Linked DNA regions of Gossypium arboreum: region 1 is linked to region 2. A link is a contact called in public Hi-C data. All regions are on one chromosome and are shown on one strand. Each heading gives the region's core, a stretch centred on a gene start, on an enhancer-like site or on the middle of the called end of the contact. The rest is flanking DNA. Distances are from core to core; before and after follow the strand shown.

What was found. A called contact is a pair of places that touch in the nucleus more often than the background predicts.
Region 1: a Hi-C map of leaf shows a contact between it and region 2, with 2.8 times the contacts expected there. The contact joins the promoter of LOC108477371 here to the promoter of LOC108479262 in region 2. A contact is called at or near these places in 2 of 5 Hi-C or Micro-C datasets (both in leaf).

What each region holds. Positions count from the first base shown.
Region 1 is chr12:104,487,879-104,494,118 of ASM2569848v2, forward strand. It overlaps LOC108477371, which reads left to right and starts at 2,133. Exons shown (of 14, transcript XM_053023413.1): 1 at 2,133-2,489; 2 at 2,813-2,920; 3 at 3,019-3,150; 4 at 3,952-4,521; 5 at 4,779-4,923; 6 at 5,030-5,383; 7 at 5,545-6,015. The coding sequence starts at 2,376. It overlaps LOC108478889 (protein BIG GRAIN 1-like E), which reads left to right. Exons shown (of 1, transcript XM_017781346.2): 1 at 1-217. The coding sequence ends at 50.
Region 2 is chr12:104,346,167-104,352,447 of ASM2569848v2, forward strand. It overlaps LOC108479262 (transcription factor BIM2), which reads left to right and starts at 2,931. Exons shown (of 7, transcript XM_017781749.2): 1 at 2,931-3,422; 2 at 3,596-3,680; 3 at 4,213-4,282; 4 at 4,377-4,472; 5 at 5,026-5,360; 6 at 5,453-5,573; 7 at 5,702-5,966. The coding sequence starts at 3,302. The coding sequence ends at 5,755. LOC108479259 reads right to left here. Exons shown (of 10, transcript XM_053023169.1): 10 at 6,032-6,281. The coding sequence ends at 6,111.

The DNA.
Region 1 (6,240 bases), core at 883-3,382, 140 kb after region 2:
ACATGGATAGCTTCAAGAGGGGAGCACCGGTTTCCAATGGTGCCCTTTGAGACTATACTCTTTTTCAAACTTTGGCTTCATTTGTTTTTCATCTCCATTAAAGACTGTGATAATTAACAGATATTGAATGCTTTTCGTTTCTCTGTGTGTACAGTTTGGAATTTGTTTGTTTGTCTTTTCTTTTCCAGTCACTTCTTTTCATGGATTAATGCATAAACCTCAAAAGTCCTCCATTTCTTTTGCTCGCTTAGATTGCTATGATTAATGATTATCCACTAAATTAATGGAGAAAACCCGCATCATCACGTCACATTAATTAATATTTCCTAATCAGCACGTGTGATTCATATAAGCCTTATTTTCTCTACACAAAGCATGCCGTAATAAATTGAATCACAGGTGAAATGATACAATTTGTCTCCAGAGTCTAGAATGTTATTTCTAAACTAAACTGTATGAATCGAATAAACTGCAACCAAATTCATTTAGTTTTTGCATGCCTGATTTATAGGCTCATCTTCCAAACCTGCAGGAACAAAGTTTTTTTTTTTTTTTTTTGGTGAATGCAGGAACAAAGTTAATACCACTGTCTAATCTACATATCTAGAGTTAAGTTCAGAAATCAAACTTCTTTTTCAGCAATTTCAATTAAGTTACAAGGCTTCCTAGAATTCATCATTATTCTTACATGTAGAGAAATGTCTGAATCTTTATCTGATATAGATGCAATGATGAACAATAGTGGGTTATAGTAGGGAAGTTGTTAAGCATTGAAGGGTAAAACTTCGTACGGACGTACGTCTTATCATTCCAGTGATGTAACTTCCACTTTAAACCCCAAATTATTAAGAGTTTTGATTAATGCCAACAACATTAAATTCCTGTGCAATCAGACAACTAAACATATACAAAGACATGTGTTGTTTATTTAACTGTATAGATGCAAGTTTTGCTTGCTTATAATAATTAAGAATTAAGAACCAACTTTTGTGCCTTTAGATTATATTTTACAAATTGAGTCCAAGAGTCCTTTTCAAAATTCAACTCATGCGTATAAAGCTAGTAGTGTTTTTTTCCCTCTACCCTTTCCTTAGTGTCACTTGGAATCAGAATAAAGGTCTAACGCTAAATCGATGATGAAACCTATTGATAGCCTTTTAGAAAGAATGATGCACAAAAATGATGTATGTACTGTAGAGCACTAAAAAAGCCTATATAGGAGGGCATGAAAGACATCAATGATGCATGGGGGCACCCTAGCTAAGGGTCCAACAAGCCATGTCGCATCCTAATGGATGAGATAGGTCTATGCAGTGATTTTTTTTCAAAGTAAATGTGATTTTATGAAGTTTGACTGGAAATATTGCTTGCTTTGAATATCGGATCTTCCCTAAGCAATTTTTCATTTAGACTTTGAATAGTTAGAAAAAAAACCTAGAAAGAACTACTAAAGGTCAATAAGTCGTAGTATAGTGGTAAGTATTTCCGCCTATCACGCAAGCGACCCGGGTTCGATCTCCGGCAACAGCGAACATTTTTTTTTCCCTACCAAAAAGAGTTTTTGGACTTCTGGACAAACTCCAGATAAATATTAAAAAGCCTACTGAAAATCCTTAAGTCATAGTATAATGGTGAGTATTCCCGCCTGTCAGCGGGTGACCCGGGTTTGATCAACGGCAACGGTGAATATTATATTTCCTAATATTTTCAAATAAAATTTTTGGAGTTCTAGACAAACTACAGATATCGCATGGGAGAAATATTAGAACTACTAAAAATCAACAAGTCGTAGTATAGTGGTGAGTTTTCCCGCCTGTCACGAGGGTGACCGGGGTTCGATCCCCGGCTACAGCGTGTGCTATTTTCTTAAAATTTTCAAATAAAGTTTTTGGAGTTCTTGACAAACTCTAGATATTACATGAGAGAAATATAAAAAACACTGCCGAAAATCTGTTAGTCGTTGTAGAATAGTGGTGAGTATTCCCGCCTGTCACGCGGGTGACCCGGATTCGATCCTCCGCAACGGCTAGTGTTATTTTCCTAAAATATTTCAAGTAAAGTCTTCGGAGTGGACAAACTCGAGATTTTACATGAGAGAAATATTAAAGAACTAATTGAAATTCAATAGGTCGTTGTAGTATAGTGGCGAGTATTCCCGCCTGTCACGAGGGTGACCCGGGTTCGATCCCAGGCAACGGCGTTTAGATTTTTTCCTAATCAAATAAAGTTTTTATTTAGAAGTTCGAGGGAAATGACGCATTTCAAGATTTTAGTTCCCGCCATCTAAAAAGCCATCTCTTCGTCTATCTTGAAAATCCTCTCTACTCGCTTATTGTTAGTCGTTTGGAAATCTTGTTTTCTTCTCATTTCTTTGGATGGCGAAAACTAAAGAAGGAGAGCAAACAGCGAAATTAGACGATCTGGAGATCGTTTCCGTTGGATCTCTATACAAAGGCCCCTGGGGGAAGAAGTATTGGAGCTCCTCTAGGGTTTGTTTGCTTTTCTATTTGCATTTTACTCGACATTCTCACGGTTTACGATTATTTTTGTGTAATCAATATAGATACCTGCCGAATAACTTGAATGAAAACTAAAGAACTCTGGTTGATTGCCGGTGTCTCTAATAGTAGTATATTTTTCTGCAAGTACGGTGTAAATTTGTAATTGGAATTTAGGAACTCCGAATCTTCGATCCTAACAAGTTTTGGCAAATTAAAAAAACATATATTTGGACTAACAGCAGAAAATTGAAGTAAATTGTTATGGACTAATGGTGTTTCGTTTAAGTGGATTTAACCTTGTTAATCTGTAGGGTAAAGATCGATATCCTTATCCTGTGGGCTATCAAGCTGTTCGGGCTCACAATGGAAGCACTTATAAGACAGAAATTCATGAAGGTCCTAGAGGGCCTTTGTTTGTGGTGAGTAAGCAGACATGATGGTTTTCTTGCATCTTGTTTTCCATTGATACTTTTTTAAGCGAATTATAAAGCAAAAGTGTGCCTCTATTTGCATGCAGATCTCCTGTGATGGGCAATCGTGTTCTGGACAAACTCCAGATATTGCATGGGAGAAATTTCAGAAGATGGGTTGCCCACATTTGAAGATATGGCATGGAAAGAGATTCTCATGCAAGATAGATGGTGTGGAGGTATAACTTGGTGGTGCTTCCATAGCACTCTGAAGTTGCATTTTCCTTAGCCCTCCTTTTTTGGTTAATTGCATTGCTATTTACAACTTTAGTATGGACAATTGCGGCTTTGGTGATATCATCTTTATGTTCTTATTTTGTTGTCATATCTGGTATCTGGAAAGCATTTTCCACCTAGATGACAATTCATTCTACTTTTTCTTGTTTTTTAATTGTTCAGAATTATAAAACTCTCTTCTGTCAAACACTTTGGTCTCTAGATTGAAGATTTCTTATAGAAGAGATGCATCCTAATTTGAACAAGATGATCTAGGGGTTGCTCTGGTGACTACTATAATTTAGCCTTAGTGAGAAGAATAGCTAAGCTTGTGAAAATCCTTTGAGTTACTGTCTTGTTCTTTCATCTTTATGCGGTTACCTTAAATATTAACCTCAGAGTCGCTTAGATTGAGAGTGATTAACATGATAAAGATCAAGCTCTGACATCAATTTGAAGCAGTATAATGTGGAGCATTTAAGTCGATCTTTTCTCTTTGATAGATTTTTCACTGGGTGGCTCAGGTTGTTGTATTCTTTGCAACGAATGCAATAAAGGTGCTCTATAGTATTATTTTATAGATGTTGATGCCTTTATATGCATGCATACTGCATACATATTTTAAAAACTTTCACTTATTTCTTGGCTGTTTTTTTTATTTGTGGTTTGACTTGCTTAATGTTTGAAAATGTATTTCCTAACTTTGGATAAGTAAAGAAAAACATAGGTAATTTCACTGAGTTTTTCTTTGCGTTTTCATGCAGTTTTTTGGATTTAAAAATCCATTTGTTCAAAGGTTACTACGGGAATTGGTGGCAAATGTCAATGGAACAGCAGAAAGCAGTTTGGTATCTTCCAGCTTTTGCAATGGCGCTTCTAGAATGGATAATGATAATGGGAGCTCAACTATCTGTACTGCTTCTGATTTACTACCATACTTGGCCAGGCCACAGATCAAGAAAAAGAGAAGTACAAGGTGTGAAAAAATGCAAAGCAAGTTGGTTGACAGGCCCGGCCGTAAACGACCCCGATCTAAGGACCTGACTTATGATGCAGAGGGTTCAAATTTAGTACCAGGGAATCAAGTGAAACATGAACATGGGTTCTCGGTAACTCATAATGCTTCCGAAGATGAAATTGACAGATTTCCCGAAGCATTGGCAGTGCTCTCTAAATCAGTAGAGAAAATTGTAGAAAGCTCCCCAGCCAAAGATGGTTTTCCATCAAAATCTGTTGATTTCGTGGCTCATCATGGTGAGAATGAAGCCAAGGGCAAGTTTATTAGTTCCCAAAATGAAAAATTCACTAGAGTAGCTAACATTGCATATAAAGAGGTAAGATAGTCTATCATGTCTCATTTTCATTTGGTTCTGCCCATGTTGAACATCTTGTTGAAATCATGTTCCCTCTATCTTCTTGCAAAATTTACGTACTTACTGCTTGAATTAGTCTTACCATCTGGAGCTAGCTTTTAAGAGCTATTTCCTCAGAATTATCACCCTCTTCCATAATCAGTTGATGCAGTTTTTAATTTGCTATTACAAGTAACATTAGTTGCCACAATATTAGAAACGTTCTTAACTTCTTACAGTTGGATAGGTCACAAGATACTGTACTGGAAGGATTCTGTTTTCCTATAAGAACAGATGACAGACCTGAAGATTCATCATTTCCAAATGACTCCATGGGCATAAATGATGTCCATCTTTATGCACCTGATACTTTGGATTTTGAAGGTAGTTTTTATCTGCAGTATATACTACATTGTAACCTAGGTTTTCTTTTACATTTATAATTTATCATTCTTAGCATCCACCTTATTAGGCCACAACATCTGTGCAGATGATAGGACCAATGTTGCTTCAGGTGCAAAGGACATAACTGGCAGTATGAAAGAAGAGTTAATCACTGCTAATATGGTTAATTCTGATAACTTGGTGACTGAGTCTCATCAAGAAGAAGAAATAGGCACATCTAATTCAAATACAGGTTCTGAAAAAAGTGAGTTTGATTCGGTAGGTCAGGAAATGGCTAAGTTGATGATGACTGTTTTACTTCCTCAAGCTGTTCCATTGCTTAAGGAGTCTTCAAAGAAGAAAAAGGAAACAATTAGCCCATGCAATGTATTGCCTCATGTGATGAACTCTCGAGAGGACAACATTGTCACTAACCATTTGTTGAACCTTCCATCTTCAGGTACTGTTAAATTTTATAAATTTTGAAATTTTCTCTGAACATATTCATCTTGGCATGTAGCATCCAACACCTCGAGTCCCTAGACTTTGTAGCTTCATGTTAATCTTTTCTTGCTAGCTCATGAGTTTTTTCTGCTAAAACTGCTGCCTTCATTCTAACAGAGGATGCATGTACAGAACAGGACACAAGAATGCATATCCAAGGTTTAGACCACGGTTTAGTTGTGCCAAATCTTGAACACTTGAACTCTGTTATTCTTGACAGTTTTGAGAATAGTCAGCGAGGGGATCATGTAGCTAGCCAAGCTATATTGTTTTCAAAAAGTATGGTGGAGGTTAAACAGACTAGTTTCAACAAAGAAGCATTTGATTCCAACATCCAGGAACAGCTTGTTAGCATCAAATCGAATCAGGAAACACCAGTTTGTTGTGGTGAGAGCTGTGGGGACCAAGACACCATCTGCCACAAGGAAGTAAACATGGCCGAGTCTGTTTTAGATTGTGCATTTCCAATCTTGAAAACTCTCTCTGAAGATAACCAGGGTGTTTCCATAACTTTGGATGAAAACTCAGCACATATTGGAAACCATTCCAAGCAAAAGAAGCCCAAGAATGCACTTGATTGTGCTGAAGGTAATGAAGTTCAACCAACCTTGAAATTTTTGTTGTCAAATTTACTTTTAAGTCCTCACAGGGCAAGCCTTAGTCCTAAACTGATTGACAAGATATCAATATAGCGTGGAATGAAAACTACCTAGTTTCCTACTAGCCTGCAACCTTTACCTAAAGTTTAACTTCACGGTTAGAAACTGTCACTCAGAACAGAACTTACATTATGGAAAGCTGTATATCATGCAA
Region 2 (6,281 bases), core at 1,681-4,180:
ACAAGTGTTTGTACAAAAAAATGAGTACAACATTTAATGCAATTTGCAAGGTCAAGTCTCGAGTTTTAGAAGGGTAGTTTCGAGACTTGGTTGAAAAGAAAAGCCTGGGTATCAAGACTATGAAGGCAAGTAACAAGACTTTCCTCCCTTGAAGCAAACTTTGGCTATTGATTTTGCTAGTACTGAGAATTGCTACTAAATCTCGAGACTTTCATGGTAGTCCTAAGTCTTTGCTCCCCTAAAGCAAAGTTTGACTACTGACTTACAAAGTCTCGATACTTAGCTGGAATGCTACATAATTAAGCTTAGAAACTTTTGTAAAATAACTTGAGGGTAATCAAAAACTTTTATAATATTTCTAAGGCATTTGGAAATTTGATTTTGAGTTTTTTAACAGTTGAAAAGAATCTTAGTGTTGTCAAATTAATTTTTGGAATTTGATTAAGAAAATTTTACTATTTATTTTGTTATATCAAAATATTTGAAAACAAAATTTAATAGTGTAGAAAGATAATGTTACCGTACCTCAGGTATTAGAATTGAAGTATTCTTTAAAATGGAAAATGGGCAAACATGTTGTTGATATAGATTTAGGAGCTAAGATTGAGGATGATGAAGATCCTATACTAGTTGATGTTTTAGTTGCAAGGGCTTTCTAATGCTGATAAGGTTAGATTAATGTAACATTTAGATGAAGACTCAGTCTACATTAATAAACAACTACAAAATTTAAAGAGCCTAATGAAGTTGTAGGGGGGACAAATGACTCGTGTTCTCCGTAAAATGCCTTTGCTTTTTTGATAAAAAAGAAGAAAAAGAAGAAGAAGAAGAAAAGTAACGAGTCAAGTGAAGAAGTTAGTGAGAATATAAATTCTTTTTTCACTTATAATTTTGTTGTTGGATTTTATTTTTGGCCTCTAACTTTTACATTTTATTTTGTTAATACTCCTTTACTTTTACACACACGTAATTGATTTCATAATTTTGTTTACATATATAGATGGTTGGATTGAAAGAGAGTGTCGCATTAAAGATCACATTACCTTGCTTGAATATGTTGTTATGTTTTGATAAAAATGCCAAATGTGAAATTGTTAGTGATAGTTACGTTGTTCAGATGTAACTCCAGTTACAACTCAACTTGTATCTGGCACATTGTGTAATTTATCATATTTTATTAGCATCATTTGATCGAAAAACTTTAGACTTTTTTAATGCGCATAATTAAAGAATTTTTAACAGCATATTACCGGGCTAAACCAAGGGGCATGGGCCCCGGCCCCCCCTAAGATGGAAAATTTTCATTTAGGCCCTTTAGATTTTTTTAAAATTTTAAATTAGTAAAGGTAAAATTGTACTTTGGCCCCTCCTAAAATTATAAAAATTCAATTTAATCCTTTAAAAATTATAAATATATAGACTATAAAAAATTAAAATTTCCTTCGGCCCCCCCAAAATTCTTTTCTGGCTTCGCCCCTGCATATTACTAAGTTAAACTTAAATCATGTCTTGAATTGTTGATTCATAATAAGTTAATCTCCAAATAAAATTGAAAAAATTGTAAAGTGCATGATTAAATTTGTGTCCATCTCTGCTAATTAACAAATGTAGAGATAGGCAAAATCAACTACCATCGTATAGTAACAATTTATAAGAGTAAAAATCATAGGGGTTGTCGCGAAATGATATAAATGATTAATTTTTATGGTAAGTTTGGTGAAGCATCAGTGGTATTGGCTAATAATGAAAGGTGGGGTAGTTGAAGTAAGGAAAGTAAAAAAGATGTAATTATTGGTAAATACTAACTAAAATATGAGTGATGATTATAAAATTAGATGGATCTTCATATTTTAATGCCCATGTCTAAGAAATGAAACAAAAATCGAAGAATAGAGCCCATTTATCATTTGGATCTACCTTCTGTAACTTTGAACAATCACTCTTCCTATTTGGACCCATCTAACTATGATTACTTTTTTTATTTAATTATTAGCTGTTTCTTTTACAAAATATCAATTTCATTAACATCAAACAATACAAGCATTGGGCTTCAAAAGCCTACAGTATAACACTGTCAATACAAAGGCTAAAAGGCAAATCCACCACTAAGGGGGAGTCAAAGCCACAAGAAGAGCCTGGAGAAGGGTCACCGTCACTACGGTGTACATCGTCAGGAGTCACCGACTTAAGGAGATTTCAAGCCTTCGGAGCGGCGTCAGCAACCAGCCACCACGCGCGAGCTGACGAGGGTTATCGATGACTGTGGCTCCACCAAATGTACAAACCTTGCCGGAGCAGAAGAAACCGAGAACCGAGGAGACCCCTGGCCAGAGAAAAGGAGACGTGCTCTGAGACAAAAATGTGAAAAAACCACATGGTAACCGAGAGTCGCTCCACCACGTAGGATTCAAATAGTATCATATATATATATATATATATATATTTTTTTTTTTTTAAATTCTTGAATTTTATTTTTTTCTGTAACGTAGATGTCGCTCTTAAATCCTGTTTCAAAAATCTAAAGGTTTCATAATTAATTCAAACAAATAAAAAAAGACTTGCAGCATATAATTATTTTATATCTACCATTTTCATAATAATATATTTTATATTTTCTTTAAATCGTAAAATAGATCAGAAGACTAGATGGGACTTAATGCAGGCATGGACAAAAATCCGTATCTAAGGGACTACACCATCAAGCCCAGGTTTGTGACCCATGAAAAACATGTTTTAATGTATTAAATCCAATAATATAAATAAAGTAGGTATAAATATCATATTTAAATTTAATCAAATTCATAAATTATTTTATTTTTCTCGACATAAATATTGTTATTAATTTAAGAAGATATTAATTCTGAGTGTGCATTTATATGTCGCTGAAAAATTAAAAATAATTCTAAATAATAATAATAATAATAATAAAAGAAGGGCCCATGTAATACAAAATGCCCAATTTAAGCAAACCTATCACGGGAAAGCCACTCACATGACTTGCACTTCATCCCTTTTCTTTTTGTCTCCCTCTCCATTCCATCCCATTCCATCAAAAAAGAAAAACAACTTTGTAGTTTAACCCCACACACAGAGTACTGTTGTTCTCGCCGGGAACCAACCTACCAACAATCCTCCATATTTTCCTTTCCATTTCCTTCCACTTTTTTGCTTTTTCTCTTCCCTTTTCCTTCAACCTGACAAATTGTCTTTTTGCTTTTTCATTCTTTTTATACTTTTGGGCGGTTTCCTTTTTATAACACATTATGTATATTTTGCTTGTGACATCTGGAGAAGAAAAGAAATGAGAAGGGGAAAGGCAAGTCAAGAGGAAGAAGAGTTTGGTTCCAAAAAGACACGGCCTTCTTCCTTTCATACTCTCTCTGTCAACGCCAATACCAATACCAACACCAACATCAACAATGGTATATCATTAGATTGGATCCCACTCTTTAACCCAGATCTCCCTTTTCCTTTATTACTATATTTCTATATGGTTGTTTCTTAAAGGGTGTTTTTTTCTTTTCTTTTGTTGAATTTGGAATTCTGGGTTTGTTTCGTTTTTTGTTTGTTTGTTTGTTTGGGGCTGTAGAAGCAGACGGGAAAGACAGTGATAAGGCTAAAGCTATACGATCAAAACACTCTGTCACGGAGCAGAGGAGGAGGAGTAAGATTAATGAAAGGTATCTCCTTTTGTTTTCTTCCAGTTTCAATGTCCATCTTTTATAATTACTATGGAAATTGAGGGAAGGGGACTGAGCTGAAGTTCAAGTAATTGCATAAGCCATGGAATGTAATGGTTCAGGATACGTTGACTCTAACAAAGTTTTTAACTTTATCAGCTTTGGTTGACTTTGTTATGGAAATATTGATGATTGATACAAGGAATTGTATTTTGTAGCTAATTCACTGTATTATGAGTAGATGATGATTCTACTGAGCGTTTAAAAGAATGATTAAGTTTATAAAGTTCTAACTTGAATTGGCACCTGAAATGTTGACGTTATTGGCCATGTTATGGTGACTGAAAATGTTTGCTTCTTCTCTTGCTAGCACTGAGTTAAGTGCTTGTTCTACATGGAAGCTTGGATCCAAAATTAAGTGCTATTGTATTACTGTATATGTACCATAGATTCTTGAGAGGTTACAAATTGATGATGCAGCTTGCTTAACTTTATGAATAGTAGTAATACTAATAGCTTTGCCGTCTTTTAGATTTCAAATATTGAGAGATCTTATACCAAACACGGATCAAAAGAGAGATACGGCTTCATTCTTGCTAGAGGTATGTTATGAATCCAGAATGGTGTTTGTATAACTATTTTCCATCTGAAGAACTCTGCTTGAATAATTGTTGTTGGATCAATCTTCTTTTGCAGGTCATAGAGTATGTCCAATTTTTACAGGAGAAGGTTCAAAAATATGAGGGTTCTTACCAGGGATGGAGTTCAGAGCCCACGAAATTAAAGCCATGGGTATGTTCTTATATGGAATGCCTTCCATTCATGTGGTTTAAGTGGTTAATTTCCATGCTATGATGATTTGTGTGTATATGCTTTATTAAGCTATTAGATATTCTATTTTCTTCTTGTCATTGTTATTATTGGAAATTCAGTTCATTAGGCTTGTTAATGATGTATGTGATATTTTACTGGTCTTATTTTTGAATATGCGAATTGCTTTAAGTCAAATTGTTGCAATTCTTCATTGTGGTGATAAGAGAATATACTCGATTCGTTTATTTGTATGGTATTGATATTTTAAATTTTATGTTAAGCGTTGCAATAATTGGATGTGGAGAAGTATCTTATCTATTAGTCCTCATATGATTGTTGTGAATGTGAATTTCACGCCATGGCACTGCTTAGAATTGCAATATTCAGGTGCTTTGTATTGTTTTATTTTGAAGGTGTTGATTGCTTGCATTAACAATTTACTTGGTGTTGAAGAATGTGGCTGTAGATGGTGCCTTCTTATTTGTGGTATTAACCTTCCGATTAATTATTTACTCTTGCCTTCCTCGAATAGAGAAACAGTCATTGGCGTGGTCAGAGTTTTGTTGATCACACGCAAGCTATTAAAAATGATCCTGGGCTGGGGTCAACATTTTCTGGGAAGTTAGATGAGAAAAACATCAATATCAGCCCCTCAATGATCGCAAGTGCATTGGATTCATCAGAAGCTGATCCAGTCAGAGATAATGAGCAAGCTGAGTTGGCTGTGCCCATTCAAGGTGGGCATCCACTTCAGAGACCTGTGTCTGAGGCTCAAAAGTGTCTTACCAGCAATGATACACTGAACCAACAGGATGATCTGGCCATTGAAGGAGGAACGATTAGCATCTCTAGCGTCTACTCTCAAGGGTGGGTATTACCCCAGCAACATTGCTTGTTTTGCATACATCATGAGGCACTTATGTTGCTGAATGTTGTTTATGGATGATAATGTGAAGCAGGTTATTGAACACACTCACACAAGCACTGCAAAGAACGGGTTTGGATCTGTCACAGGCCAACATCTCGGTACAGATAGATCTCGGAAAGCGTTCCAATAGAGGGCTAACATCGTCTGCTAAGGTATTAACTCAAATCAAGCAAAACATGTGTTGGTTGAACCTGTTATACGGTTTATTATCCCATGTTTATTACTAAGATGGGTTAATATAACACTACGTCATGCATGTTCTGGTATAATATTTTTACAGGAGTCTGCCAATGGAGAGGATTCAAATCCGGTTCAAAAGCGGCTGAAGAAATAACATTCAAGTTTTATCCTTCCATCTGTTATATATCTGTTTTGGTTTCATAGGGTTATTGTATATGCCTGGGTTTTGGTTGTAGCATATGTTTTTGTGATGGTTCCTGGGATTTCCATCCGTGGAATATCAATGTTCAACTGTATTATAATGGATCATGTATGTATATAACAAATCATCTTGATGGCGAAGGTTAGCCATCTGAAATCATAAAGATGCCTCAACTGACAATCAATTGGTTATTCAAAAGACACAAGCATCAATCACTCACACAAAGGATTGTATGAAACGAATCCCTTTGTTTAATATTTTAATTTCCCTGTTAATTAGTTACATTTTATGAGAGACAAATTTATTGCTAATTCATGTCAACTCCCATGGCTTTAACCAGAAAAGCATAGTCGTAAGCCAATTCCTCGCACTGAATATAGCGGCCACCTTCACCGAAATGTCCTCCGCTCATATTTGTCTTAAGAATGACAGAACGAGAACATGAAGAGCAAGCAGAATCTCGTACTTTGGCCACCCA